Linked DNA regions of Mus musculus: region 1 is linked to region 2. The links are chromatin contacts, called in public HiChIP or PLAC-seq maps. All regions are on one chromosome and are shown on one strand. Each heading gives the region's core, a stretch centred on a gene start, on an enhancer-like site or on the middle of the called end of the contact. The rest is flanking DNA. Distances are from core to core; before and after follow the strand shown.

Evidence for each region. HiChIP or PLAC-seq counts read pairs in DNA pulled down with a chosen protein or histone mark.
Region 1: a contact with region 2 is called in an H3K4me3 HiChIP or PLAC-seq map of embryonic forebrain, with 3 times the contacts expected there. The contact joins the enhancer-like site here to the promoter of Slc29a4 in region 2. A contact is called at or near these places in 6 of 39 promoter capture datasets (the C10 cell line, cranial neural crest, embryonic stem cells and 3 more), 1 of 15 datasets of contacts at CTCF or cohesin (large pre-B cells), 1 of 484 Hi-C or Micro-C datasets (female germline stem cells), 3 of 115 datasets of contacts at active chromatin or transcription factors (embryonic basal ganglia, embryonic forebrain and pancreatic cancer cells) and 1 of 9 other capture datasets (embryonic stem cells).

What each region holds. Positions count from the first base shown.
Region 1 is chr5:143,044,766-143,051,339 of GRCm38.p6, reverse strand. All of the region lies in intron 13 of Rnf216 (ring finger protein 216), which reads left to right. Gm43380 (a long non-coding RNA gene) reads right to left here. Exons shown (of 3, transcript XR_003955828.1): 2 at 1-6,574. Among named protein-coding and RNA genes, the nearest start is that of Gm43380, 9.1 kb to the right of the region's middle. Within about 2 kb of position 2,874, at least 145 of the 459 cell types and tissues checked have an H3K27ac peak or open chromatin away from gene starts, as enhancers often do. A contact at or near this core is called in embryonic basal ganglia, embryonic forebrain, female germline stem cells and 1 more, where this site is marked.
Region 2 is chr5:142,698,972-142,705,379 of GRCm38.p6, reverse strand. It overlaps Slc29a4 (solute carrier family 29 (nucleoside transporters), member 4), which reads right to left and starts at 3,279. Exons shown (of 11, transcript NM_146257.2): 1 at 3,089-3,279; 2 at 1-24. The coding sequence starts at 13.

The DNA of each region.
Region 1 (6,574 bases), core at 1,625-4,124, 350 kb before region 2:
TAAGGAATTCAGTAGCTAAAGGATGGCTTGAGACAAGAGTGTCCACCTTCTTGGCATGTACATATGTTAGTAGAGATTTAAAAAAAAATCAATTGGGGGTGGTGGTGGCTAGAGAGATGTCTCAGCGGTTCTGAGGTCCTGAGTTCAATTCCCAGCACCCACATGGTGGCTCACAACCATCTGTAATGGGACCTGATGCCCTCTTCTGGTGTGTCTGAAGACAGCTACAGTGTATTCATCATACATAAAATAAATAAATAAATCTTTAAAAAAGGGGGATTCAGTTTGGCTGACCATCTCTCCCCTTGTTCTTCCTAGAATGAAATGAAGGATAGCTCCCTCCTCCTTTTTTCTTTGTGGCTCATAAGTACTTGAGTGTGTGATACAGTATGCAGTGAGTTCACTTCAGCGTCATTTACTGTTAAATCACACTTGTATTATATATTTTTCCCTCAGGCAACTAATAATTAAAAGAAGAGTAAACATTGCTGGAAGTGCTTTCAACTTCACCCAGTCTGTGCTTCTAAAAACAAAAGGCCTGTTGTCCCCACCAGCCAGCTATAGTGTCTGTGATGTCAGTGGGAGTGTGCTGTGCTAAGCCATGCTCTCATCTTCAGGTTGGCTCCTTTCCTCTAGGAAACAGGAAGGTGTATTGACTGTGACAGGCGTTACTGCTGTGTTGGTACAGAATTCTAAGCCATTCTTCATGATCGGCGCAAATCCTCAAACCCTTAGCAAAATGGCTTCCAGTTAGATGCAGCTCAGTACTTGCCTAGCATGGATGGAATCCTGGGTTTCTGGTTTACAGCACTGAATAAGCTGGGTATTATGACACATGCTTATAATCTTAGCGTTCCCAGCGAGGTTTAGGACAGCTGAGCTGCACAGAGAAAGCCTGGTTGGGGAAAGGGGTTCCTAATTCTTTCAGTACTTTCACTTTCACATCCTTGAAAATGCAAATAGAGTCTTTTATCCCTTTTCTTGATGAGCTACTTTCTGGGTGGGTGGATAGGCGGTGTGTTTGATTTTCCTGGGTCTGGGACACCTCACATCTGGGATCATTTTCTCTGTATCTGCTTAGTTCAGAATCTTGGAAAGAGCAGTGGGGTTATACTAGAAATACTTCAGTGTCACTTAACTCCGTGGTGCTAGGAAAAGGGTCCTTCAAGACTGTCTTTGCTTCAGAGATAGCTGCCTGTGAACTCTTTAATGTCTAGAAATTTCACATATTCCTTAATTTTTAGCTTTTAATTTAGAACCTGGCGTTCCTGACAGGCACAATCAATTGACCATGACAATGAATCCAGTTGGGCTGGTCAGGGCCTGTGCTTTCATCTTTAAGACCTTCTGTAGGAAACAGTCCGTTGCTGCAAATAGCACTGCGTCTGATGGCTGCTCTGGCAAGTTTCCAAAAACCTTTCTCTTGTATTCTAAATAAGTGAATGATTCTAACAGAGCAGTGAAGGCTGTCTCTTGTGAGACTATGCCGGGGCCTGGCAAACACAGAAGTGGATGCTCACAGTCAGCTATTGGATTTATAACAGGGCCCCCAATGGAGGAGCTAGAGAAAGTACCCAAGGAGCTGAAGGGATCTGCAATCCTATAGGTGGAACAACAATATGAACTAACCAATACCCCTTCAGAGCTCGTGACTCTAGCTGCATATCAATCAGAAGATGGCCTAGTCGGCCATCAGTGGAAAGAGAGGCCCATTGGTCATTGCAAACTTTATATGCCTCAGTACAGGGGAACGCCAGGGCCAAGAAGTGGGAGTGGGTGGGTAGAGGAGTAGGTGGGGGAGCGTGTGAGGGACTTTTGGGATAGCATTGGAAATGTAAACGAAATAAATACCCAATTAAAAAAAAAAAAAAAAGAACAGAGCAGTGAAGTAGAATTGTCACTGGAACACTCAGTAGGTGACTCTGCCTGCCCATGGCTCTGGTAGTTCCCAGCAGCAACTCCTGCTCATTGGAAAGACATTCAAAAACTGAACTATGTGGTCATCAACAGAACATTCACCCTGACTTCCTCACCAGAGAAACAGGAGTGCCATTCCTTCCTATTCCATCTATCCCTCCTCAGGGCTCTGGGCTCTGGAAAGAGACCAGAGAGCTTGTGGCAATCCAAGTCTCCCTGGGGGTTTTCAGGCACACACTATTCCTGCAAGGGAAGGCTGGCCATCTTACTGCTCTCCTCCAGGATGCTGTGTTGGAGCAGTCTTCTCTCATGCTGACTGTCACATAGAAGGTAGGCCCCGAGGGCTGAGAAGTCACTGAGCTTAACAGGACTCAAGTGAGAGGAGCTCAACTGCAGAAACAAGAAGTTTCCAAGGTGCTGGGTCCAGGTCACATTGCAAGAAGGAAAAGGGGTCATTATTTGCAAGTTCAAATCTCTAAGTCCTTAAAAGTAAGTCTTTGCAGGCTGAGGTGTGACTCAGCAGTCAGTCACTTGCCTTACTCAAGTTAGGCCCTGGAATTAGGCTTACAGAGAGAGAGAGAGAGGGAGAGAGGAGAAAACTGTTTATTCAGGCACATTTTTAAAGCTCAGTATGGGCCAAGATTGTATCTGCATTCTTCTCTCCATTTCTACAGTGTATGCTTCATGGAATTTTTTACATAGTTTCCACAAGGTCAGGACAGAAATACATGCTAATGCTACAGATTTTTAAAATGCACATTTTGAAAGTGTTTTTGCTTTTGTCCAGGTCTTCTTAGCATGCATATTTAATTACAAGGCATGAGGATTAATGGGGCTTTGAATATTTAAAGCTCTTCTCCTGAGATTCATTTGATTTAATTACTCCTGAGATAGGCATTTGCAGCCTTGGTGACTTGCCATTTGGATGGAGTGTAAGAGGAAAGGGGAGGAAGCATGACTTGTGACAGGCTCAGCTTTGGGCTTCTTGCTTCCCCTCAGTGCCCCTCCCCTCCAGCTTTTAGCATCTCTTTGTCTCTGTCTGCCTTCATGGGGTTCCTCTCTCAGTGCTGTTTGCTACAGCTTCAGTGCTTAGTGTGCAAGCCCTGGCCCTGGGGAAGTGGGCAGCAGAGCAGTTTCTCTAGCCCTGTGTCTTCTTTCCCTGTTGCTGTGATAAAATATAATCCCAATGCAAAAAAGGGTTTGTCTGCTTGCAGTTCAAGGGTCAGTTATCATGGTGGGTGAGGCAGGGTGGCTAGAGCTTGAAGGATGTGTTCGCTTTGTGTTTAGAAAGCTGAGCATGATGAACGCTTGCTGCTGGTCAGCTCTTTTTCTAGGTCTCCAGCCTAGTGCCACCCACAATAGATGGGTCTCAATATCTCAAGATAATCCCCCACAGTCATGTCCAGAGGCCCATCTCCCAGATAGTTCTAGACTCTGTCAACTTGACAGTTAAGGCCAACCCCCTGCTCTTCCAAAGACTCTCTTTAGTCCATGTAGTCAGAGTCCTGAGGGCATAGAGAAGGGGCAAATTTTTTCCCAGCTCATTTCTGTCTTTAACTATCCATGTGTGTGTGGTGGTTGTGACCACAGGAAACAAAGCAGCTGAAGGTCCACTGCTCTTGCCTGATTTGGCTCCTGCCAAGTCCACTGTGACTTGAGAGCCAGTGCTGTCCAGAGTTGTGACTCACAACCCATGAGAGACCTCAGGTCACTTGTCACTTGGAGACCTGTGCTTGGGAAAAACAGGCCATAGTTGCTGAACATTTGCCCTGTTCAACCCCACGCCCTATCTAGTTGCCCTAAGGCCTGTGTGGTAAAGAATCCTCAACCCTTCACAAACTTGCCTGTGTACCCAAGCCTTTTTCCTCTTGGAGAACTAAATAAGTTACCTGACTTAGAGAATGTGTTTGAGCATGTGTATTCAGAAAACCCACATCAGGAATTTTTAATCCCAGCCCTCTGGAGAGAATCTTTTTGAATTTGAGGCCAGCAAGGTCTAAGAGTTCTTGGGCTGTCAGAACTTCACAGTAAGACCCTGCCTCAATAACAACAAAGGTCTAATAAAGTGGTTGTTTTACTGTGTCCTCCTGTGTCTACCTCAGGAATAATGATATTTATCATTCAGTTTACTAGAGGGCAGGAGCCACAGAAGTTTTAGTTGTTTTACTTTCCATTCATGAGGTGCCTTCAACAACCTTGGATGCCCATTGAAGCAAGTGCTGTTGCTGCTGCTAAGATAGCTGCACAGTGCCTTTCCCTTTCCAGAGGGGGAGAAAAGCACTAGCTATGGACTGGAGACTACATGGGCAGGTGAGTTCATCTGCTGCCCATCCATCAGCCAGCCTTGGTCTAGAAACTCTGGGAAGTTATACTGCCCAGGGCCTTGAAAAGCACAGTTGGTACCTCTTAGTCCCTAGTAGTCCTCTTTCTTTCACAAAAAAGTCTTCCACAAAACCCAGCTGCAGGCGCATGTGCTGTGCCAGAGCCCAGGACCAGCTTCAGTGTTGCCTCTGTGTTCTGCTCATGTCTCAGTCTACTTATCCTCACATCAGCCTGGTCTGCCTTCTCATCTGACCTAACTGTGACAGAATGGCACTGTCTGTAAATACAAGCAGTGCAGATCTCAGTCCCCTGCAGGAGATAGAATGCAGTCTCTTGTTTGTTTCTTCTCTGAGTGATAGCTAATAGGTTAGGAACTGCTTAGCAATAAAAAAACATATGTTGACTATCAACTTTGTCCTCATGACAAGCTCAGGTCTTTTCTACTGCTATTCTGTTGTATTATTCTAGACCATTTGATGGGAATACCAAGGTTCTAGATTAAATGCACACTTAAAGTAATATTAGAGAATTTCTTTGCACACATTCATTCAGAAAGTTACAGTGGTTAAGTGTTTTATGTATGCAACTACATGTATTATTAACCAGACACATACAACATTTTCCTATTTAATTTTTGTGCTAATTGTACTAAGATTTTGTTTTTCCTGATGGTGGTGTTACATGTTCTTGTGTATCTTCAGTCTGTTTTTCAAACTGTTAGAATATTTCTTCAAAAATCTAAGGTTGATAGTGTCAAGAAAGGCTAGGACCTGACTAGGATCACAGAGATTCCTTTGGGGAAGATTACAGTACAGGGTTGCCATGGCAACCAGGTCTAAAGTGATGCTGGCTTCTGACCTGGGCACAAATAGGGGATCTGAGATGAATGTAGGGAAGGGAGAGGAGGAGCCGGCTGGTAGATGTGGTGTCAGGGCTGAAGAAGAAAGAAGCATTAGGGCAGTTCACCTGAAAGCCGCGTTGTAGCTTTTGGTGATCCAGAGAAGACAACAGTTTTGTGGAGAAGCCAGCATTTCAGAAACTTTAGTTTCAAACTGTGTTAGGGGTTCCACTGAACTCTATAGAATAGGCCTCAAACTCCAGAGAGAGGTGTACACTAGCTCTGCCCCATCTGAACAGACATAGACCGTGTTCTTTGCAGAGGCTCCAGATGAAGTAACCCTAACTCTGGTACATACAAGAACCCCCACAGCAGTGACCCTGTGAAACTTAAAGGCCCTTGAGAGCAGGGTAGAGACTGTTAAGAGCCTTCAGAACAAAAGGACATGGTAGAGAACAATTCTGGGGATGGAAACTTCAGTCATTGTGGGAATGGGTGGTATGCCCTAATGAAGAATGTACAGCTTCCTGTAACCAACATCAAGGGTCTTGACCACAGAAATGACAGGACCAGTCTTACTTACTTACTTACTTACTTACTTACTTACTTACTTATTATCATCTGATAGCAGTTTGATTTAAAAACTGAAGATAAGAAAATTTGGAGACCTGCACAAGGTCCCCATTTCTTGTGGGGACTGTGAAACCACCTTGCTAACCGGCCTGACTGGCTGCTCTACAGAAAGACTGATCTGAAGGTTCCCAAGTTGCTAGAGTGGGGCTGGCTTTTTCATCCAAGCATGCTATCCTGCCTACTGGAGTCAGTCCTAGCATGGGCAGTTCTAAAACTGTCCTTACTCCCATGAGAACAGTTATATGGAAAATGCTAGCAGGCTACTAAAGGCCTTCTGTCAGTAGTGTATGTACACCTGTGCCTCCTCCTTTCTCCCCCTCCCACTTCCTGAAACAGTACATTCCCTCAGCAGATTCCATAGTAAGAATGTTCCATCTTGCTTGCTTGATTCCAGGGTCTTTGTGGTCCATTGCCATAGCTCCAGAATACAGTCCTTATCAAACACTTATCTCATGAACACTTAGACTCCAGAACAGGCAGCAGGAAGACTACTCTCAAGGACTCCCTGATCAGCTTTCCTGTTGCTGGAGCCCCTTGCCAAGTTTCCCGTGGTGCACCAGCATCCTCAGTAACTTATTATCAATATATGAATGAATTATATTGCATTTATGTCAGTGTCCACCATCACCTATCCACCTCTTGAGCTGACCACATACTTTTTGTTCCATACCACACTATTCTGGAGCTTATTTGCCCCAAGTCATGTCACTAAATGTTCAGAACCCTTGGTAAGGACTGGCTGAGGTCCTGTTGCCTGTGTTTGAATGACCTTCCCTGGCACCTCGAATTTCAGCTACACTTAGTTCTTCCCTGACCAAAGGCAAGGGTTGCAGCAACTCCTGAAGAGGAATGAAGATTGATGGC
Region 2 (6,408 bases), core at 2,030-4,529:
CGATAGAGCCCATGGCAGTTCACACTGTGATGAAAGGAGATGAGGCAGTAAGGCTGGGGGGGGGGCACTGTGATCCCACAGTTAAGTCTTCAGGGTGCGTACCTCAGGGTCATTCTATTCATTCACTCCTCACCCATTGGTTTACTTGTTTAAATATATTTTGTGGGACTGAGGGCAAAGCTCAGAGACACACAAGCTATACAGGGGCTCTACCACTGAGCCACACCCCCAGCCCCTCACTGGGGGATTCTAGGCAGGGGCTCTACCACTGAGCCACGCCCCCAGCCCCTCACTGGGGGATTCTAGGCAGGGGCTCTACCACTGAGCCACACCCCAGCCCCTCACTGGGGGATTCTAGGCAGGGGCTCTACCACTGAGCCACGCCCCCAGCCCCTCACTGGGGGATTCTAGGCAAGGGCTCTACCACTGAGCCACACCGCAGCCCCTCACTGGGGGAATCTAGGCAGGGGCTCTACCACTGAGCCGTACAGATCAAAGTCTTACCACAATGTTTCTTGCTCCAGTTCAGATCTACCAGCCCTTATTTTGAAGGGAAGGGAATCTGTGCCTGGGCAATGCCCCGTGTGCATGGAGTGCCTCACTTTTCTTCCTTTAACTTTTGTCAGATGAATTTTCAAACTCTGTTCCAATTTTTATGTGATAATGAGAAGATGCACACTCTTCCTAGAGCATGCAACGTGCATAGTGATGATAACATTTGACCGGTGGACCCAGACCACGGACAGAGACAGCCTGTCTTTCTCACCAAGCACATGTGAGAGAAGCCATGGAAGAAGCTGGAGGCCCCACCTCTAAAAGATGCCACCTTTAAGAAGTACACTGATCACTTCTGGACCTGTGTCACCAGTGTGCCCTGTGCCACAGCCACCTGCTTTCATTTCTTTACCAGGTCTTCATTTCTGCAGCTCTGCTACCTCAGTTTACCTCTTATCCAGATCCCCAGGTGAGATCTTCCCGGCAGTTAGGAAATCCTGCTCCTGGGTATGTCATCTCTGCATCCTCTAACTCTTGACAGAGTGGTGTTCGGGTCAGAGACTGAGATGTGCTCTCCTTGGAGCCTTGGAGCCTGCAGCATACTTAAGATCTGGGACCTAAGGAACTCTACACCGATCGGTAATGATCCAGGACTCATGGTCAGTGGACAAGAGGCAGGAAACTTGTCTCTGAGTGCTAGGAAGGAAGGTGAAGCTCCCCTCCCGTCACTCTGGTCCTATCTGGATTCGGGAGAGGCTTAGAAGGGTTTAAGGCATAGCTGGCCTGGGCTTGAGTGACAGTGACATTGGGTACAACCCCAGTCTTGTCGGTCACTCGGCATGCAGATCCCTGATCTCCAAAGAGTCTGGGTTAGTGAAGGCTTAGAGTTACCGGGTCAGACTACTGCCTGCCAACCTTAGACAGGAGGGGCTGGGGAAGGGGGGCACTGTTGGAACGCCATTCAGTGTCCCCTGGTCCACCTGGAACGGAAGCTCAGTCCTGGAGGACACCCGGCTCCTCTTCAGTAGGGGTTCCCATGATGCAGTCTCCCAGACAGCGTGAGAGGTTTCTGCCTGGCTGAGGCCACACCATCCGGGAAGGCGGACGTGTTCGGCATCCTGCCAGGCTGCTTGCTCTGGCTCAGTCAGCGTGGCGGGCAGCTGCCACCTACACTGTCCCCATGGCTTTCATCTCTCTCCTTTCCCAGCCCCCAACATGCAACATCCAGGGTCTCAGGTCCCTCCTCTCCTACATCCACTTTAATTAAAATTCAAGGGCATACAGATAGACATTGGAAGGGAAGCTCTTCTCCATGCTCCTGACTTCGGACCCCTCAGTGCTTGTCACGAAAGCATTGTGGATGATACAGGACATTTATTTAGTTTTCAGACCATCCTTGGCACCAAACACCCACCTAGAGGGTGAGAGAGTACTTCACAAAGAGGGACTGGGTGGTTGCTAGGAAAAATTTAGCTACGCACACTTGGCGTTTTAATAGTGATGCAAGCCACCCCTAAGTACCCTGTGGGTCAAAGAGGGCTCCGAGCTCTCAGTAGTCCTGTAAAACTAGGCACACAACACCAGTCTGAAGAAGAGATAACCAAAAAGGCAGAGGAGGGCCAAACCCACAGCCAGACAGCTCTAACTGAACCCTGACCCGGCTGACCACCACTGGCCTCTCTCAGATGCTGTAGGGATTGTCTCTCAGGCTGCTTGCCCCACATGTGCAGTCGGCAGAAGAGGCAGAAAAATTACATTTCACTTGGAAAGCCAGCCTGCTCAACCTCCTCGGGCCTTGAACTTCTGGCTCCAGCCACAAGTCTTGTTTACTAAGATGCCCTTGGATGCCCCTGTCCCGTGCCCAGACGTTGTTTAGGGAGTCTCCCTCAGCATCCTAAGGCTCCACTCCCCGCTGCAGGATTGTGGGTTTTGAGCTACTTTGGGCAGCTCCTCTGAGTGCCAGGGGACAGATGACTGTAACATCAATGCCACAGACTGGTCAAGGCCTGGGATGCCCGCAGGGCAGAGGGGTAGCCCAGGCCCATCTCTCTCCATGCTTTAGGTTCCTGCACAGTCCGGACACTAGCAGACCTTGATGTTTCTTCCGCAGGAAGCACTAGCAGTATCAAACTTGGACCCCGGCCCACAGGGCCACCAGCAAAGAGAGACTTCAGGGGCAACTCGGAGGTCGTGACCCAGTGCCCAGGCCCCGCCTCTGTCATAACCTTTTTCAAAACTAGAAGGAAGCTGGCTGGGCAGAAGGGCGTGATGGAAGGAGATGGGTCCGGAAGGAACTTCAGGTGCAAGGTCCCCTGAGGTGTGACCAAGGGAGGACATAATGCCGTGATCCGGCTCGGCCAAGGCCACCCGCGTCTGTCCCCTTCTAGAGCCTGCGTCCCGCCCTCGCAGCTCGGATGCAGGGGATCTTGCACTGTGCGAGGGTACCCATCCTCCCCGGACAAGGGGTGCGGCAACCATCCGGTGCCTGGGAGGGCGGAAGGGAGAGGCGGCGCGACTGGGGCCGCGCGCCGCAGACAAAGGCTCCGACAGGTCCCCGCCGGCGTCTCCCTGCCACCTCCGTGGCGACACTCACCTCGGGCGGCCCCAGGCTGGGATCCTCGCTGCCTGCCTGCCGCCCGCGCCCGGACCCTTTGCGCTGTGCCCCGCTTCTCGAGGCTTGGGACCGGGCGCGGCGGGCGTCCTGCTCGGTGTCCCGGTCCGCGGGCCCGGGTCCGTGAGCGCGTGCTGGGGGCGCAGCAGCTGCAGCGAGCTAGCCCGGCCCACGCCCCGCCCGCCCTCCTAGCTCCGCCCTCCTAGCTCCGCCCACCGCGTGACTCCGCCCAAGTCCCGCCTCCAACCACACTTTTCACCATCCAGATGCCCCGCCCACCCTCGTGGCCCCGCCCCTCACACCCCGCCCACTCCACAGGGCTCCACCCAGGTCCGGCCTCCAGTGGGGCCTACGGCCACTCAGTCTCCCAGTCTCCCTGCCCACGCTACATCCACTCTGTATAAATCCGCCCCTAAACCCCTCTTTCTCTCCTATACACTCCGCCCAATCTCTACCTGCGCTCTCCGCCCCTGGCCCTACCCAGTCTTTACCATATTCCCCGCCCCATTTTCTTTACCTATGCTCCACTCACTCTATATGACCCCGCCTCTGGCTCCGCCTCTGAACTGCCCACTCTAATGCCCCCAAGCCTCTTTGCTGTCTTCACCCTCGTTCCTTCTGTGCCCTTAGCCAGCCCCAACCCAGACCACAGAGCCTGCCCCCTTTCCCTGCCTTCCTCTCCGCTGGCCCTAGCCTCACCTCTATTCTTTCTTCACCCCTATTCCTTCCCCGCTTCCCTTGATGCGTGCTGGGCCCTTCTTCCATCCCCCTCTTCCCCTGCTCCTACTTCATTTGCCTAGTTCCACCCCCATTATTCCCACATGCTCCACTCTCCTCCTCTGGGCCCACTTCGTCCCACCTACCTGGCCTCACCTCTAGCCCTCATACATGACTTCTTATTCACTACCTGCTAGCTCCGCCCCATCACTTCCCTGTGCCACGCCCCCATGGCCCCTCCCACAGCCTTCACACCAGCCCTGCCTCTCTGCCCCGCCTCCCACTCCCATGCTTGTTTCCCCCACACTACCACTCCCCGACGGCGTGGACTCATCCTATGCTGGACCGTGGCTTTCAGCATAAGCGCTGCCTCTACCCATTCACACTCCACTTGTCTTTGCCCACTTCTCTCCACTCTCAGGTTACAGTATCTGACAGTCTAGCATACAGGAAGGTTTGGTGTCTTAGCTGGCCGTCCTCACTTCTCAGTCCCTTCACGATTCTTGCCAGGCTTAGTCTCCTGGAGCTCTAGGTGATCTGCGACAATCTGGGGCTGGCACTGATTGCTTCAGTAGGGCCTATTCTGACCCTGGTCCTGGCCACATGCCCCATGGGGGCCATAAAGATAAGACCAGGAATTAAGTGGGAACAGTACCCTAAGTCCTTACAAACTGGGACCTGTTAATGGGGGCCAGGAGTCTTCAGGACCGAGGCACAGAGAGATGCATTTGTCTGGATACCCCTCCTCTTGCCTGCATTCCCACTTCTTCGTGGAAGCCTGCTTGGTTCTACCCATGCCTGGGGGCTTTCTTGTCATCTTGCTAGCCTCTCTCTCACAGAGCAAAGTTCCTAGAAGTGTCTGTTTTTTTTTAATGGTCTCTTCTTACCGTAGTTCAGGTTGGTCTAGGATTCAGGGTTCTTGTGCCTCAGCCTCTAGAGTGTTGGAATGACAGGTGTGTATTACCATACATACCAGGGAACAGTGTGTGCCCCCTGACCTTCTTTCACAACTCTGTAAGCCACAGAGGTGACCTGTTGGAGGCTCCAGTGAGTTATAACAATGTCAATGTGCAAGCCCCCAAGGCTTTGCATAGTCTACAGCTCTGGGGGTATGATTGTAGCTCAGTACTATTTAAACTACGTGTGGTGCCTCATGTCTGTTATCCCAGCACTTGGAAAGTGCAGGCAGGTTGAGGCCAGCCTGGGCTACAGAGACCCTGCCCTTACTCCTACCCCACCATGGAACTAAAGGAGGAAGGAAAGGAGAGAAGGAAAGAGTGAAGGAGAGAGAGTGGGAGAGAGAGAGAGAGAGAGAGAGAGAGGGAGAGAGAGAGAGAGAGAGATGGAGTCAAGACATGAAATCAGGCAGGGACAGGAAGTAGTTGGGGATATATTTTGTCAATGAAGGGGACAAGACTAGATCCCATTTTAATGTCTTCTTCTTCATGAGAGGATGAAGCAGGAGGATCAAAAGTTGAGGTTAGTCTAGTTATAGGGTGAGTTGAAGGCCAGCCTGAGCAGGTTAGAGTGATGCTATTGTAAAATGAAAGGTAAAAAGAGAGCTGTGAGTTTGGATCAGTAGTATGGCATCTGCCTAGAATCCCCCAGTGAGGGGCTGGGGTGTGGCTCAGTGGTAGAGCCCCTGCCTAGCAAGAGGGTCTTGGTACCATCCCCAGAAGTGCAAATTGAATAAGTAAATAAACAAACCCCTTCCTGGTTCAAATGTCAATTGGGACAACTCTTCTGGAATGTACACTGACCTTAAAAAAAAAAAAAAAAACAACAAAAACACCCTGTTGGTCCAGAAAATCTAACCCAAAGAATTAGTTCTAAATATAGAAAGGCTTTACATGCTAAGATGTTGGTGGCAATAGCAAGCACTGCAGGTGGCTGAGGAGCACAAGAAGGTGCGGATGTCACATGCCTCCCAGCAGGGAACAATAAGAACGCTATATTGAAAAACCCAGGAAAATCAGTGCAATCATGTGTAAGCTCTCCAGCGAAATCTTAAGCCCCCAAGATATGTACATGGTTAGAAAGGATTTAGAATAATATGGAAAGCCAGAAGTATGAAAGTGTGAAGTGACACAGAAATAGGAAGTGGGACAGAATCCAGAAGATGACTTCCACTCTCTCAGTCTAGAAAAACCAGAGGAGCAGGGTAAAGTGGCTTTCTGGGAAATGACAAATGAGCAGAAACCTGCCATCAGAAGAGAAAGAACTAGGAGGCTGGGGAGATGGCTCAATTAATAACATACTTGCTGGGCAAGCATGAGGACTCAAGTTAAAAAATCCCTAGAGCCCACATTAAAAATGGTGACATGTGCCTGTAATCCCAGCACTGGGAGGAAGAGATGAGAGAGAGAGAGAGAGAGAGAGAGAGAGGGGGGGGGGGGAGGGGAGAGGGGAGGAGAGGGGACAGGAGAGAGGGGACAGGAGAGAGGGGACAGGAGAGAGGAGAGAGGAGAGAGGAGAGAGGAGAGAGGAGAGAGGAGAGAGGAGAGAGGAGAGAGGAGAGAGGAGAGAGGAGAGAGGAGAGAGGAGAGAGGAGAGAGGAGAGAGGAGAGAGGAGAGAGGAGAGAGGA